Regions from separate parts of the Mus musculus genome. Here all the other regions are linked to region 3. Evidence: chromatin contacts called from public ChIA-PET, HiChIP or PLAC-seq and promoter capture Hi-C data. All regions are on one chromosome and are shown on one strand. Each heading gives the region's core, a stretch centred on a gene start, on an enhancer-like site or on the middle of the called end of the contact. The rest is flanking DNA. Distances are from core to core; before and after follow the strand shown.

Evidence for each region. Promoter capture Hi-C pulls out the DNA fragments that hold promoters and counts their contacts. ChIA-PET counts read pairs in DNA pulled down with a chosen protein or histone mark. HiChIP or PLAC-seq counts read pairs in DNA pulled down with a chosen protein or histone mark.
Region 1: an HNF4G HiChIP or PLAC-seq map of pancreatic cancer cells shows a contact between it and region 3. The contact joins the promoter of Vps28 here to the promoter of Gsdmd in region 3. A contact is called at or near these places in 1 of 39 promoter capture datasets (the HPC-7 cell line) and 2 of 115 datasets of contacts at active chromatin or transcription factors (bone marrow-derived macrophages and pancreatic cancer cells).
Region 2: a contact with region 3 is called in an RNA polymerase II ChIA-PET map of memory CD8 T cells, with 17 read pairs. The contact joins the promoter of C030006K11Rik here to the promoter of Gsdmd in region 3. A contact is called at or near these places in 2 of 115 datasets of contacts at active chromatin or transcription factors (bone marrow-derived macrophages and memory CD8 T cells) and 2 of 9 other capture datasets (adipose tissue and liver).
Region 4: a promoter capture Hi-C map of liver shows a contact between it and region 3, with 2.8 times the contacts expected there. The contact joins the promoter of Ly6f here to the promoter of Gsdmd in region 3. A contact is called at or near these places in 2 of 39 promoter capture datasets (the 3T3-L1 cell line and liver).

The regions. Positions count from the first base shown.
Region 1 is chr15:76,624,290-76,627,501 of GRCm38.p6, forward strand. Vps28 (vacuolar protein sorting 28) reads right to left here and starts at 1,795. Exons shown (of 10, transcript NM_025842.4): 1 at 1,700-1,795; 2 at 845-916; 3 at 303-331; 4 at 159-196. The coding sequence starts at 881. Tonsl (tonsoku-like, DNA repair protein) reads right to left here. Exons shown (of 26, transcript NM_183091.3): 26 at 1,948-2,193. The coding sequence ends at 2,012.
Region 2 is chr15:76,722,197-76,725,345 of GRCm38.p6, forward strand. C030006K11Rik (RIKEN cDNA C030006K11 gene) reads right to left here and starts at 1,649. Exons shown (of 3, transcript NM_145472.2): 1 at 1,459-1,649; 2 at 975-1,023; 3 at 1-787. The coding sequence starts at 1,620. The coding sequence ends at 342. Arhgap39 (Rho GTPase activating protein 39) reads right to left here. Exons shown (of 12, transcript NM_001168288.2): 11 at 3,127-3,149; 12 at 1,789-2,980. The coding sequence ends at 2,786.
Region 3 is chr15:75,860,412-75,863,807 of GRCm38.p6, forward strand. It overlaps Gsdmd (gasdermin D), which reads left to right and starts at 1,928. Exons shown (of 11, transcript NM_026960.4): 1 at 1,928-2,070; 2 at 2,994-3,217. The coding sequence starts at 2,998.
Region 4 is chr15:75,267,030-75,269,974 of GRCm38.p6, forward strand. It overlaps Ly6f (lymphocyte antigen 6 complex, locus F), which reads left to right and starts at 1,392. Exons shown (of 4, transcript NM_008530.2): 1 at 1,392-1,451; 2 at 1,673-1,770; 3 at 2,751-2,867. The coding sequence starts at 1,701.

The sequences.
Region 1 (3,212 bases), core at 545-3,044, 760 kb after region 3:
AGGGACCATCTTCCTAGCGCGACGCCATGTTCTCCCCAACCATTGGTGTGGTGGTGGGTTTGGTAGACTGCTGGGCCAGCCATGGAGGCTGGATGGGTGCAAGTGTGCATGTGTGCGTATGTGTGCATGTGCATGTGTGCGTGGCAGCTTAGACTTACTTCTCCCGCTCCCGAGCATTCTTGTAGAGCTTTACTTCCTGTTGGAAAAGCAGGCAAGAGTCAGTCAGCATCTCCAGGCGTGGTTATAGAACCAGTGACAGCCACATGGTGTTTGCAGTGGCCAGGTGAGGATCTGCTACCTACCTCATACAGCTCCGGCTTGTTCCCAGGGGCTGCAACAGAGCAAGGAGGAGCTGACAAGGGTGACCCCAGGACAGGCCCACTTCAGTTACGTCCCAAGAAGGTGTCTCCCATGCCATGTATCACAGAGCTCAAAGGGAAGCACAGAATAGGGGCTCCAGCCTCACCTCCTACCAATATGGCCTCTAAGAGGCTACATACAGATTGCTAGGTTTAGCTCTCTTCCCCCGCCAACATGACTGTAGTTTGTACACAGAACCACAACTTGGTACAAATAAAAGCCTGTCAGATGCTTCACACATGCAGTTGGAGACCCAGAGTTGCTCAGGATGCCAGAGGTTCTGACCACATTGGAGTATATTCTCGCTCCCCAGCAGGGTATTGCAGGGGCCCTCAGATTCCCACCAGAAATAATTCTGGCCCTAGTCATTACCCAGGGCCTAATGACTACGGGATGGACGTAGCAGTGTGGTCCTTTCCCAACAGCCCCTGCAACAGGGAAAGCCTTGGCTCCTCCCCTTCCTCCCAGTTTAGCCTACACTCACCTCCAACACCAGGAGTAGCTGGGATCCCGTGGAACATCCTGCAGGCCCAGGCAGCTATACAGCACAAGAGACCTGGAAAGCAGAGCCAACACTAACTCAAGGGTCCCCTTACACCTTAAGAACTGGGCTCTGGAGATCAGAGCGTTGTGAACAGCTTTCCTGCTCTCTACAGGAACGGCACAGGATGCTAAAGGACTGTCATGGGGGAATGTCATGTCAGGCTTTGAGGATGAACATCGAGTGCCATGGGAGTCCTGCCTGTTAGCTGGGTTAGGGTAGGGAAGAGTAGCTGTTAGAACTGGGGCAGCATCTTGGGCACAGGGGAAGGGCATTGTTGCAACATCTTTCAGTGGAAATGAACTGAGACTAGGTGTCCGGGGCTTTCTGTGTGTGAGGGAAAGTGTGGAGGTAGGTTTTACCCTAATCTGTGGGAGATACTGGAGAAATGAATAAGGGCAAGCTTATTGGTTGATGCGGCAAAGTGGCGGAGGCAAGGCCCAGGATAGGTCCTGTCTAATAAGGAAGCCAGCCCAGACACGCCTCAGGATTTGAAATGGGGTGAAAACAAATGTTCAAGGAAGATGGTCAAACTGAGATGGAGTGGCTTGAGGAGCAGCGAGAGCTACCGAGGTCGCAGGAGCTAGGAATAGCCGGCGGAGTCGCAGAAGAAAGGTGGGTACCCTCACAGACAGGGGAACCTGAACTGTGGACCAGCAATGCCACTTGACAGCGCCCATCACCTACTGAGACACTGGCCGCGCGGCAAGGGCCGCTGAGCCCCAGAGGAGACGGGACCGGGACACCTAGACCAAAGGGTTCCTATGAAGAGGGGACCCGGCCACCGCCGCTGTGTACCTGGGGCGTTTGGAGTCCCGGAGATGGCGACAGAAGCTCGGTGCTCGCTTTTTCCGCCTGCGCCTGCCGGGAAACCCGATCGGCAGCTCGGCACTCATCCTCTAACCTTGAGCCTACGCACATAGCAAGCCAAATCCATTGATCGGCACTCGGCTTTTTTTGCCTGAGCTTGCGCTCTGGAGTAGCTCCGCCTGTCAAGGCTTTTACAGCTCACATCGCCCACCCTTTTCGCAGAGAGCTGACACAAATGAGATAGCAGCATAGTTTATTAAGGTTTTTCTTTTTCTTCTGGAGGAAACGGCAGGACTAGGATCAGAGGCATTTAAAGAAGAGCTTGGAACTTTGGTCCATTGTGCACGCACCCTCTGGCAGTCTCTGACACACCGAGTCTCGGTCTTTGGTGCTCAGGTCTTTGGTGCACAGTTGCAACTCCTGCAACTGCACGAAGATCTTGTCCCAGAGGTCAGAGTTCAGCGGCCCTTGAATAGAGCAGCCTGTGGGGGTGAGGAGGAGGTAGGTTTAACTTACACACCCACAGGAGGCATAGTGCTTATGTTGTACCTCGGAGCCTACATTTTGGCTTGTCCCATCATAAAAAGGACTCAATATATCTGTATACTGTGGGCCCTCGGATCTCTGGAGGCTAGTGAATGCCAGGCCTTGATCAAGTCAGAGATCCCAGTAGGCTCAAGGTTGTCAGGGAACTGGATGAAGCGCACAGCTGCCAGAAATACCATTGTGTTGGGAAGAGGGGGTGAGATACAGGAAAAACCCAGGGACTCCCCTGTGCTCAGTTTTTATCCTCCAGGGGGAAAGGCTGCCACCCTCAAATCTCAGCTGGGCAAGGCAGTGGCAGGCCAGGCCATCAGGCACACTTATAAGGTGGAGAGTGCGTTGGTGTAACGGGACAAGCTAGCTTATTAGTAGATAAGGCAAGGAAGGAGGGAGGGGGGCAGGTTGAGAGAGCAAGCACCCCTTAAGCGGAACTTGGATCACTGACTGGTGGACAGGAATGAGGAAATAAGGTTTTCTGCAAGTAACAATGATTTGCTACCCTCCTGACCCAGAAAACCCCGCAAAAACAAAAGGTCCAAATCATGCCTGCCCTGGTGGCATCCGCCTTTAATCTCAGTCCTCTCCAGGTAGAGAGGAAACTTTACAGAGCTCCAGAACAGCCAGGACTACACAGAGACACCCTGTCTCAAAAAACAACAAACAATTTGCCACTCCAAAAGGAGGTTCAAATCTTCATGATCATTTTAAGAATACCCGAGGAGCTGCCTAGGCTGTGAGGGGGTGTGCATGTGTATCTGAAAAATGTCACTTTAAAGAAGCAATGTGCATTGTTTCAGAGGTCTGTCTATAAAGGTGGAGTTGGAAAATGTTTGCCAGGCCAGTCAGTCAGTGGCCCCCAAAGAAGTTTTGATATATGTTCTCTTACAAAGTTTGGATATATGTTCTCTCTGGTCACTGTTGAGTTTTTATGGTGAACTAACCCATGGGTTCCCCCTGT
Region 2 (3,149 bases), core at 399-2,898, 860 kb after region 3:
GGTGGGCGCGCACGCGCACCGGCCCACGCGCGCCTTGCGCCTGCCGCCCTGCCTGACGTGACCAGCGCAGGCCAATCCGTGGGACGCAAAGCCGGTGTAAGGGTTAGAGGTGGCCGAGAGAGGACCTCTGTAGGGACAGAGGATAGCAGGGCAGCACCAGAACCTTGGACAGCGCCAACCACCCTGGGCTCACCTCTGCGCGCACGCGCTCTCAGTCACCAGCGTGCAGGTGACAGCGGACATCTAAGTTAATCTAGAGTGTTGGAGCAGAGGGGTAACCTGCGAGTACTACAAAACCCAGAGTTTGCTCTAACCCTCCCCACACAGCCCCAGCTGGAGTCTCAGGGCGGCGGGGCAGCGGGCAGCAGCGGGGCCAGATCCATAGTTAGGGCGATGCGGCGACCTTGCCAGTGTACGTGAGAGGGGACCGTAGGGGAGCTAGGCCCATACTCGAAGCAAGCGCTGAGCTCGAAGGCCAGGGCCGAGCGCACTAGACCCACACCGCCTGCGCGCTCCGGGGCCGGGTGGTACAGGCGCCCATTGGCCGCCAGGGGTAGCAAGCGAGCCGGCTCGAAGGGTATCGCCAGCGCCTCGCCACCGCCACAGTAGGAGAGACGAGGTGACTCGCTGTCGGAAGCCAGGAGGTGCGTGAAGACCACTGGCCGGTCTTCACAGCGCAGGAAGTTACGCTCTCTGCCGCAAAGCGAGAGGAAGGGGAAGGAAGCCTCGTAGCGCCCGCTGTGGTTGGGTCTCAGACGGGAGAAGAAAGTGACCAGGAACTGCAGGTCTGTGGGAACAAAAGGCACGATCATGCTCGGTGACCCAGCTTCCCCGACACGCTCCTTTTCCTGGGAATACCAGCACTGGCACGAGACAGCGGCCCCCCCTCGTGGATGGTGCCTTCCCTCAGAGTCGGGGAGCCGAGGCCCTGAAGGGTAGAGAGAGACACGAGGGAGCAGTGCAGTAAGCAATACCTTTGAAGCAGGTGATAAAGTTCTTCATTTTGGAGTCATCTAGGAAAAGCTGCAGAAGGGACACAGTGGACAGTAAGTCCTGGCAAGAAAGCCGGTGGTGTTCGCTGTCCTTGCTTTTCTGTCTAATGTGTTCAGGGGGGCATGTGGAAGGGCCCTGCGGACTCTCCCCACATCTACAGACAGGTTTCCAGGGTTGCAGCCCTCACCCCTTTTTCTACAGCAGGTTTGACAGCCGCTTGTCCCTAGCAATCGCGAGCAAGCACTCGGCTCTGGGACTGCTGCTAGGACAGGCTAGTGTGCGCGGGATTACGATGCGGTGAAAGCGGAAGGCCCCGGAATTAACTCTTCCAGCCTGGGCTTTGAAAGGTTCAAAGCCACGCGTAGCACCTATCCCAGGTCTCGCCTCTAGAACTACTCCCCACCCGGTGCCGATGGATTCCGCAGTCCCCTCAGGTCTCCTCCCTCTGTCACACGCCAGGCACACCTGGCCTTGGTGATCCACATAGTAGAAATACTCGCGGGTTCTGGGCTCCGGGCTTTGACCCTGTGTGTAGGAGACACGCTCGACCCCACTGCAGGTCCGAGCTCTCTGCGACCTCGCCAAGACTAGAGCCAAGTTACGCACTGCCCCACTAGGCGGCCACATTCTTCCACACCGGAAGCGGATCACACAGTGTTGTGCCTGGGGCTTTGGGTTCCGCCGGCAACACGTGCTCGGAGGGGCGGAGCTGTCTATCCCGCCCCCGGAAGTAGCTGCCAGACGTGGACTCCCCCGCCCCCTTGTCAGAAGTAACCTGAAAGAAACACAATCAGCGAGTGTGCACTTGAACTTTATTCACACGGAGCACTGTCCCCTCGAGCCACACGTACGAGGGAGCGCCTGCGGCCGAGAGGCCCTGGAGAGAGAGGCCAGGACCTCCGCATGACGGGACTTTTGTTTTTAATAAATAAAAACTCTAAAAATATATATATATAAACAGGAGAAATGAAGTTTGACAACTGTTGGAACTCAGATTCCAGAATGGAAAACGCAAACGAGTCCAGGCAGGTCTCATCCACGCGCCGCCCGTGTGTGGAGTTTGGTCAGAGGCCGCGAGGTCAAAGGAGGGTGGTGCTAACTTGCTCAGCGCGAGGACCGCAATGGCAGTTCAAGAGCTAAATAGCATCTGGTTAAAACTATGTCCTTAGCAAACTTAGTTCTGTCGTTCTATTTATATCTTTATACACAAGTAGGCTGGGTATCGGATAGATTCTGTAGTCAAAAAACAAAAAACCTCTCGCCCTCCCTCACCCGCCCCAAGAAAGCCTGCCTAGCCCTGGCCCTAACCCAGAGGGCTTTGGTTTGGGGCCTCCCCTTGCACAAAGACCTATTAGGCATCGAGCCGACGGAGCCAAGTCCTAGTAGTGGCCAGCACAGCTCTCCAGAACGCCTCTAACTCTCCTTCTGGCCCCAGCCAGAGGCCCCTAGACTAGGGTGGGAGGGATCAGGGCGAGAGTGCCTTGGTGGAGGATTGCCCTGAAGAGGGGACAAGGTCCTGTTGCCCTGAGCAACGCGGTATGTGCTTCAGCCGACCAGGAGGGCAGTGTCGCTCGGCTCCGGGAAACAGAAGGCACTTCTCGGGGCTGGCTTGCGACTGGCAGGGCGAGCCGGTACCTGCAGGAACTGGCCGCGAGATATGGCGCGGCTGCTTGGCCCCGGGAGGGCCTAGGGCGGGGCCGGCGTCTGGCGGGGCCTGGCATGCTGCCTCGCGCTGGGGCCTTCCCTCCCACCTTCCCGGGTGTCACCCTAGCAGGCGTCCATAGCCCGCGTGCTATAGCACGCCCTCCATGAAGCTGGTATCTAAATGCTGAATGAGCACTCGAAGGAAGGACATCTCCTTTCGTGTATTCTCGAAGATGACGCGAGGATCATCCGACTGGCAGCGCAGGCAGTTGGGTGCCATCACCATAGCCAGGTTGCTGACGTCCATTTTGGTGATGGCTACGTTGGCTGGCTGCACGAACACCTGTGTGAGGGGGTCCGGGTGAAGGGAGAGGAGAGCAGAGTGGAGGGTAGGCGTAGCTATTAGGGGATGAGCTGAACAAAGTGGAAGGTTGGCTGGGAAGGATGGTAGGTGGGCGTGGTGCGGCACTGGATGCAGATCATGCATACCTGGAGGAAGCGAATGAGGTAGC
Region 3 (3,396 bases), core at 678-3,177:
GAATGCTTCTACTAAACTCCAGATTTATTTAAAACTTTTTTTCTTTATTTTTATTTTATGCTTTGTCTCCTAGTATGTCCCTCTCTGTGTGTAAGGCCCTATGTGTGTGTAGTGCCCACGAAGGCCAGAAGGACTCACTGGATCCTCTGGAACTTGGTCACCAGCTACCATATGAGTGTTAGGAACTGATCTTGAATCCTCTGTAAGACTGCATATGCCCTTAACTGCGGGGCCATCAGACTGCACATGCTCTTAACTGCAGGGCCATCTCTATAGCCCCCCAGGAGTCCAGAGCTTTTTAAGTAAATGTCGTTATTGAGAAGCAATTCATATATCATACACTCGAGCCATTTAAAAGTGCATAATTCTGTGAGTCTAGTATATTCAAACATGTACAGGCAGGGTGGCTCATGCCTTTAATCCCAGCATTCACGAGGCAGAGGCAGGTAAATCTCTGTGAGTCCCAAGATAGTCTTGTTTATTTATTGAGCTTCAGGCTAGCAGGGGATACATAAAGAGACCCTGTCTCAAAGTTAAATTAAATAAACAAATGCATACATAAATAAACTCGTGTGGCTACTGCCCACACCCCAGGACACTGGCAACCATGAACAGTTGGCTTACTTGGGGGATTTCATACAAAATGGCTTGCACAGTGATGTGTCATTTTTTTGTTTGTTTGTTTGTTTGGTTGGTTGGTTGGTTGGTTGGCTTGGATTAGTTTTGGTCTGGCTTCTTCCGCTTGTGGCCGTGTTTTCAGGGTTTATCCACATTCTGCAATGTGTCTTATAGGTGTACTCAAGCTTCTCAGTAGCCATGCAAGCGCCCTATTGAGGGTTGGTGACAGAGCTTGGTCATAGGGGGCTTTCTTGCCTAGTGTGTGCAGGGCCCAGAACTGGACAAAATTTTAATCTATGTATGAATTGATTGTCATTCAGGTCACTTGAGGGTTATCTGCTTGACTCTTTAAAATGTTACCATGGAAACTGGAGAGATGGTGCAGGGGTTAAGAGCACTTGCTGCTCTTACAGAGGACGGGGACTCAAGTCCTGGCACCCACATATGGTGCACTTGCATATATGCAGACAAAACACTCCCACACGTGGGATATAAGTTTTTAAAATCTCAAGAGGAAAATTTAAACTCTACAGCAAACATTGGTGTAGGCATATCTGTTTGACCTTCTGTTTGCTGTATGAGAAACACTTCACCATTGATAGCCACAACCCCAAGATGACCTCTTGCTTTGGATATGCACCTACAAGTCCAATTGCTAGGTCACCTGGTAACTCTACATTCACCCGTTTGAAAAATTGTGGATGTATTCTAGAGCAGCTCTGTTTTCAATTTCCTGTCTGCAAGGACCATGGGGTTTGCTTTACTGCTATTTACTTAGGATGTCAGCCAGCAGAGTAGCTTTGATGCTATCTAGTTTTGATTTGCATTTTCCTGATAACTAATGGTGTGCTTGCTGGCAACTGGTTCAGTTGTGTATTCCTAGAGAAGTCCATTCAGATCTTTTACTATGGCCCAGGTGTTTAAGAAAGAATAAGTGAAGCCTGGTGGTGGTGGCGCACGCCTTTGATCCCAGCACTTGGGAGGCAGAGGCAGGTGGATTTCTGAGTTCGAGGCCAGCGTGGTCTACAGAGTGAGTTCCAGGACAGCCAGAGCTACACAGAGAAACCCTGTCTCGAAAAAAAAAAACCAAAGGGGGGCGGGGTGGGGGGGAAGCGCTGCGAACTTGGAGGAACCCGAACTAGAAGAAAGCGAAGCTCCCGGATCGCAGGGAATTCCCGAAGCCCAGGCGGGCTCCGGGGAGGAGGAGGAGGAGGAGGCTAGGGCAGGCTGCGCAGCTGTTCCGGGAGGGAGGGCTCCTTGAAAGCACCGCGCCCGCTACGTCGGGCTGAAGCTTTACGGTTTCACTTTTGTGTCCTGCCGCCTGAGTTCCGCTCTTGGTCGTGGCTCCCGTTGCTCCCGGGTTGAGCAGACAATAGACCCCTCCCCGGCATCCCAGCAGGTCCTCGCTTCGCTTGGTGGACCCAGATACCTCGGCAGGGGTGAAAAATCGAGGTGAGCCACCCTGCTACCCAGCTCTTCCAGAGCCCAGCCGCCCCTCCTCTATCTAGTGTGGTCTACGCTATGGCCTGGATGCTTGCTTGTTGAGTTGGGGATTTAGCCCTTCCCAGAAGCCCCACTATACCTTGAAGACAGTTTGAAGGGGCCCTAGCAGCTAGGGTCTACCCTCTATGGAGGTCACCCACTAGTGATACAGTGGGACAAGCCTGGTTTGGACTTGACACTGGGGCGGGAAGAGGGGACCGAGTGGGGGGAGGGGAAGGAGGGGGGACTCTCTAGGCTTCTGGGATGATTCCTTGACCCATAAGTCCCTCCCTGATCACCAAGGGCCTTCCTGCCTCACTCTCCACCGTTAGCCCAGAGACCCAGTTTCCTAGGTGTAGAGTTGTTCCTCCACAGTGCCCAGGTTGTCTGTCCCAGGCCTGTTTTGGCCTCTGACCCATGAAAGTTCAATCAGGTCAGGTAGCTCACAGAGCTGTACATGAGAGCCCTGGAGGAAACCACTGAGCCCTGGAACACTGGCTTTGCTGTGGGCTCCTGTGCTAAATCCCTTAGAAGTGGGGGCTTGTGTTCCTTCCCCAGCCTTGGCCCTCAGCCAGGGAGAGCAACAAGGTATCTTAGACTTTAGCAATTGGCCAAAGGCTATGCACAGTAATTAATGATGTAGATAGTATAGACCTACTACAGACTACCTCCTCCTCCTCCTCCCCCTCCCCCTCCCCCTCCCCCTCCTCCTCTTCCTCCTAAGTGCTGTGGCCCCAAGGAGAGACAGATAGGCGAGCCACGGAGTGAATCGTGTCTGTGTTGTGTTGGTCGGGCAGGAATGTGCCAGGACTAACAAGGCAAGGCTACTTTGAAGGGATGGGGTTCCTGAGTGCTGGAGGAACTAAGTACGGAGCCCTGCCGTCTGCCCCCAGGACCATGCCATCGGCCTTTGAGAAAGTGGTCAAGAATGTGATCAAGGAGGTAAGCGGCAGCAGAGGCGATCTCATTCCGGTGGACAGCCTGCGGAACTCCACCAGCTTCAGGCCCTACTGCCTTCTGAACAGGAAATTTTCAAGCTCAAGGTTCTGGAAACCCCGTTATTCATGTGTCAACCTGTCAATCAAGGACATCCTGGAGCCCAGTGCTCCAGAACCAGGTATCTTCTTTCCCATCTTGATCCCCCAAGATTGAACAGAAGGGAATGGGCAAAGCCCAGCCTGCCATCTAACTGGGCATGTTCAACTCTACTCCTCTGGTCCTATTTCCAGAGTAGGGAGGTTTTTTTTTTTAATTAATTAATTTATTTATTTATTTTACGTATGTGAATACACTGTA
Region 4 (2,945 bases), core at 142-2,641, 590 kb before region 3:
ATGTAGAACCAACTAGAGATGCTAGAAAGACTGAGATACTTTGGTCTGCCCTGTGGTTTACATCAGGAGAATCTGCTTGATGTTCTCTGAGCCTCTGGCTTCCTTCCCTTTGCAGCCTTGCCTGCTTAAGTGGATGTGCTCACCTTCACTGATGCTGTGGTCCATTTTCTGACTCATTGTCCTCTGAGCATACCTGTTCATTTACTGTGGCATCATCTCAGGATGATTTCCAGCTCAGGTCTCATTCGGTGCCTAGCCTTCCTACTCTAACCTGTATCAGTGCCTTGTAGACACTTACATGGGCTACTTACTGTGCTCTCAGCTCCACTAGGTTAGGAAACTCAGACTCTGGCTTGCTGTGGAGGCCCTGCTGCTCATCCCAAGGCTGGGCCACAGATGCCATCAATATTTGGCTAATTAGTAAGGTTTGAGTTATTACAATACCATGCCACATGGTAGTGACATAAAGGCCAAGGAAACTTATGTCCTTTTTGGGACACATTGGACTAGGACCTCATAGGTGAGGAGACAGGGCACATACAAACTGGAGGAGGAAGAAATAGCATGTGGCTTCTTCATGGTGGCTTCTGGGCAGCAGGGACACTGGGGTCATCCACCCTCTGCAAAAAAAAGCCTTGTGCCATGAAAAGAACTGCCTTGACTCTAGCTACCAGATGCTAATAGCACCTGCAGCCCCTTATATCACCCAAACATATCAGACACTGCTTAGTAACTTCCATCCCAGTTGTCAGTAAATTCTTTGCTCAGGACTTGCACTTTTTGAATATAAGACCCTGTAGAGCCAGTCGCCAGGTATTTGTCAGTTGTTTGCCTGCTTATAAAAAGGAGGGCCCTGGGCTCTGAGCCACTGCAACTCATACCCTCTAATTTGAAACAAGAAAAAGTCTGGTGGTGGTGGCAAAAAACACAAGCTACAGCACTTGCCTTTGAAAGTATTGGTTGTAGCCAGCCTGGTATACAGAGCAAGTCCCCCGGACAGCCAAAGTTACACAGAGCAAATATGCCTCGAAAAACAAAAACAAAAACAAAAGATGAAGGGAAACAAACAAACAAAAAAACTAGGAAAAGGCTGAGCAAGTTGCCTCTTTCCTTTGCTTTCTGAGGGCAAGCACAAGCCAACTGTGGCCCCTCCATCTCTGCTCTCTTATTCCTACAGCACCATTGTCTCTCCCCAACTGAGTGGTCCTCCCTCCTCAACAGCTATAAATCTTGCTGACCAGATCACCAACAAACCTTGCTAAATCTTAACCAATAAACATGTTGGCCTGGAGGAAGTAAGTATAGAAACCCCTCCCTCTTCAGGATGTCAGCTGGGAGGAGCTAAAGGAAATTAAAGTACTTACTTCAGTGCACATCTGACAGATCTTACCACTGTGCCTGCAACCTGGTCAGAGAGGAAGTAAGGACTGGTGTCAGGAGGGAGCTGCTAGGTGACAAAGGGAAGAGCCCTCAGGATAGGGCTGGGGTTGGGAGTGTGAGATTAGGAAGGAAAAGCTGGGTGGGTGGTGGATGAGAGAAATAGGCAGACATGTATTCCTTGGGGAAAGCTGGGGGGGGGGGGAGTGTTGGAGGGTGGGAAGAGTGGATGCTTGAGCCCTGTGAGAGCCCAGGGATGTGAATGATGATCTAATAACTGGCTTCAACTTCCAAGGTTTGATCTGTGCAGCCCTTCTCCAAGGATGGACAGTTGTCACACTACAAAGTCCTGTGTACTCATCCTTCTTGTGGTCCTATTGTGTGCAGAAAGAGGTGAGGTGGAAAATGAGAGATGGCCAGGAGGGTAAAATGGAGATGGCAAACTGCCTCAGGGTTGTGGTTACACCTGCACCTCCATTGTGTGCTCAGTGCCCAAGGTGTGCTGGTGTCAGGGGATTGGGAATCGGCTTGTGATGGGTGAAGCCTCATGTGTTGTGTGCTTTACTGGGTCTGTAACCCTGCCAGCGCCTGCCTTGCAACCATCACTACATACCAGAAAGACGTTTCAATGTTACTACCTGTGCCACAAACCCTGACCACCAGAGCAGCCTGTCCTTTAGACTCTAACCCTGCTGCCCTGGTCTACCAAGCAGGCCTCTGGCCTGGGTGCACACAAACTGGTAGAGGCTTCTTTTTCTGGCCTGAAGGCCAAGCCAAGGGTTTGGAATCCTCAAATCTTGGCATTTTACTTTTCCTTATGCCCAGCACATGCCACACGAGGCCCAAATGCTAGAACATCTCTATTCTAAGAAGTCTGAGCTTTCAGATACCCCTATACTTCTAGTTACATGTGTATTGCAGGAAACCTCATGGTGAGTCTGACCTTTGAGCTGGACTCTGGGACATTCAGTGCTTTGTCATGCTTCAATATACAGGGGCCAGCTCTGCAGGTGTAGGGTGGGACAGGTCAGAAAAGCCTTCCCTATCTGATGGCCCCACTACCTATTACACACCCACTCATTTCTTGAGCAGACATTTTGTATCTTTGTTTTCCCAATATGGTGATTGCCCCTCTAATTCCCCTTGGGGTGCAGGTCTCTGCTGTGGGTTTGGCTAGCTGAGGCAGCAGGGCCGAGCATACTTGAACAATGGAGGGTCATGGTTCACTTTTGCTTTTGGCAGAGGTGACTGGGCAGTAATATCCTTGCTCTGTCCTAGCACCCAGCAGCTGTGTGGAAGTAAAGACATTGGAGAGAAGGGTTCTGTTCTAGGAAGGGCATGAACTAGCCCTCATATATTGGCTTTTTTCTCAGCTCAGGGGCTGGAGTGCTATAACTGCCTGGGAGTTTCACTTGGAATTGCCTGCAAATCAATTACCTGCCCCTACCCTGATGCAGTCTGCATTTCTCAGCAGGTAGAACTTATTGTGGGTAAGTTCCCTGTGGCCTCCATAAAGATGGCTGAGGGTAGCTTGGAAGAAAACATCAGATCTGGGCACTTGTTAAGGA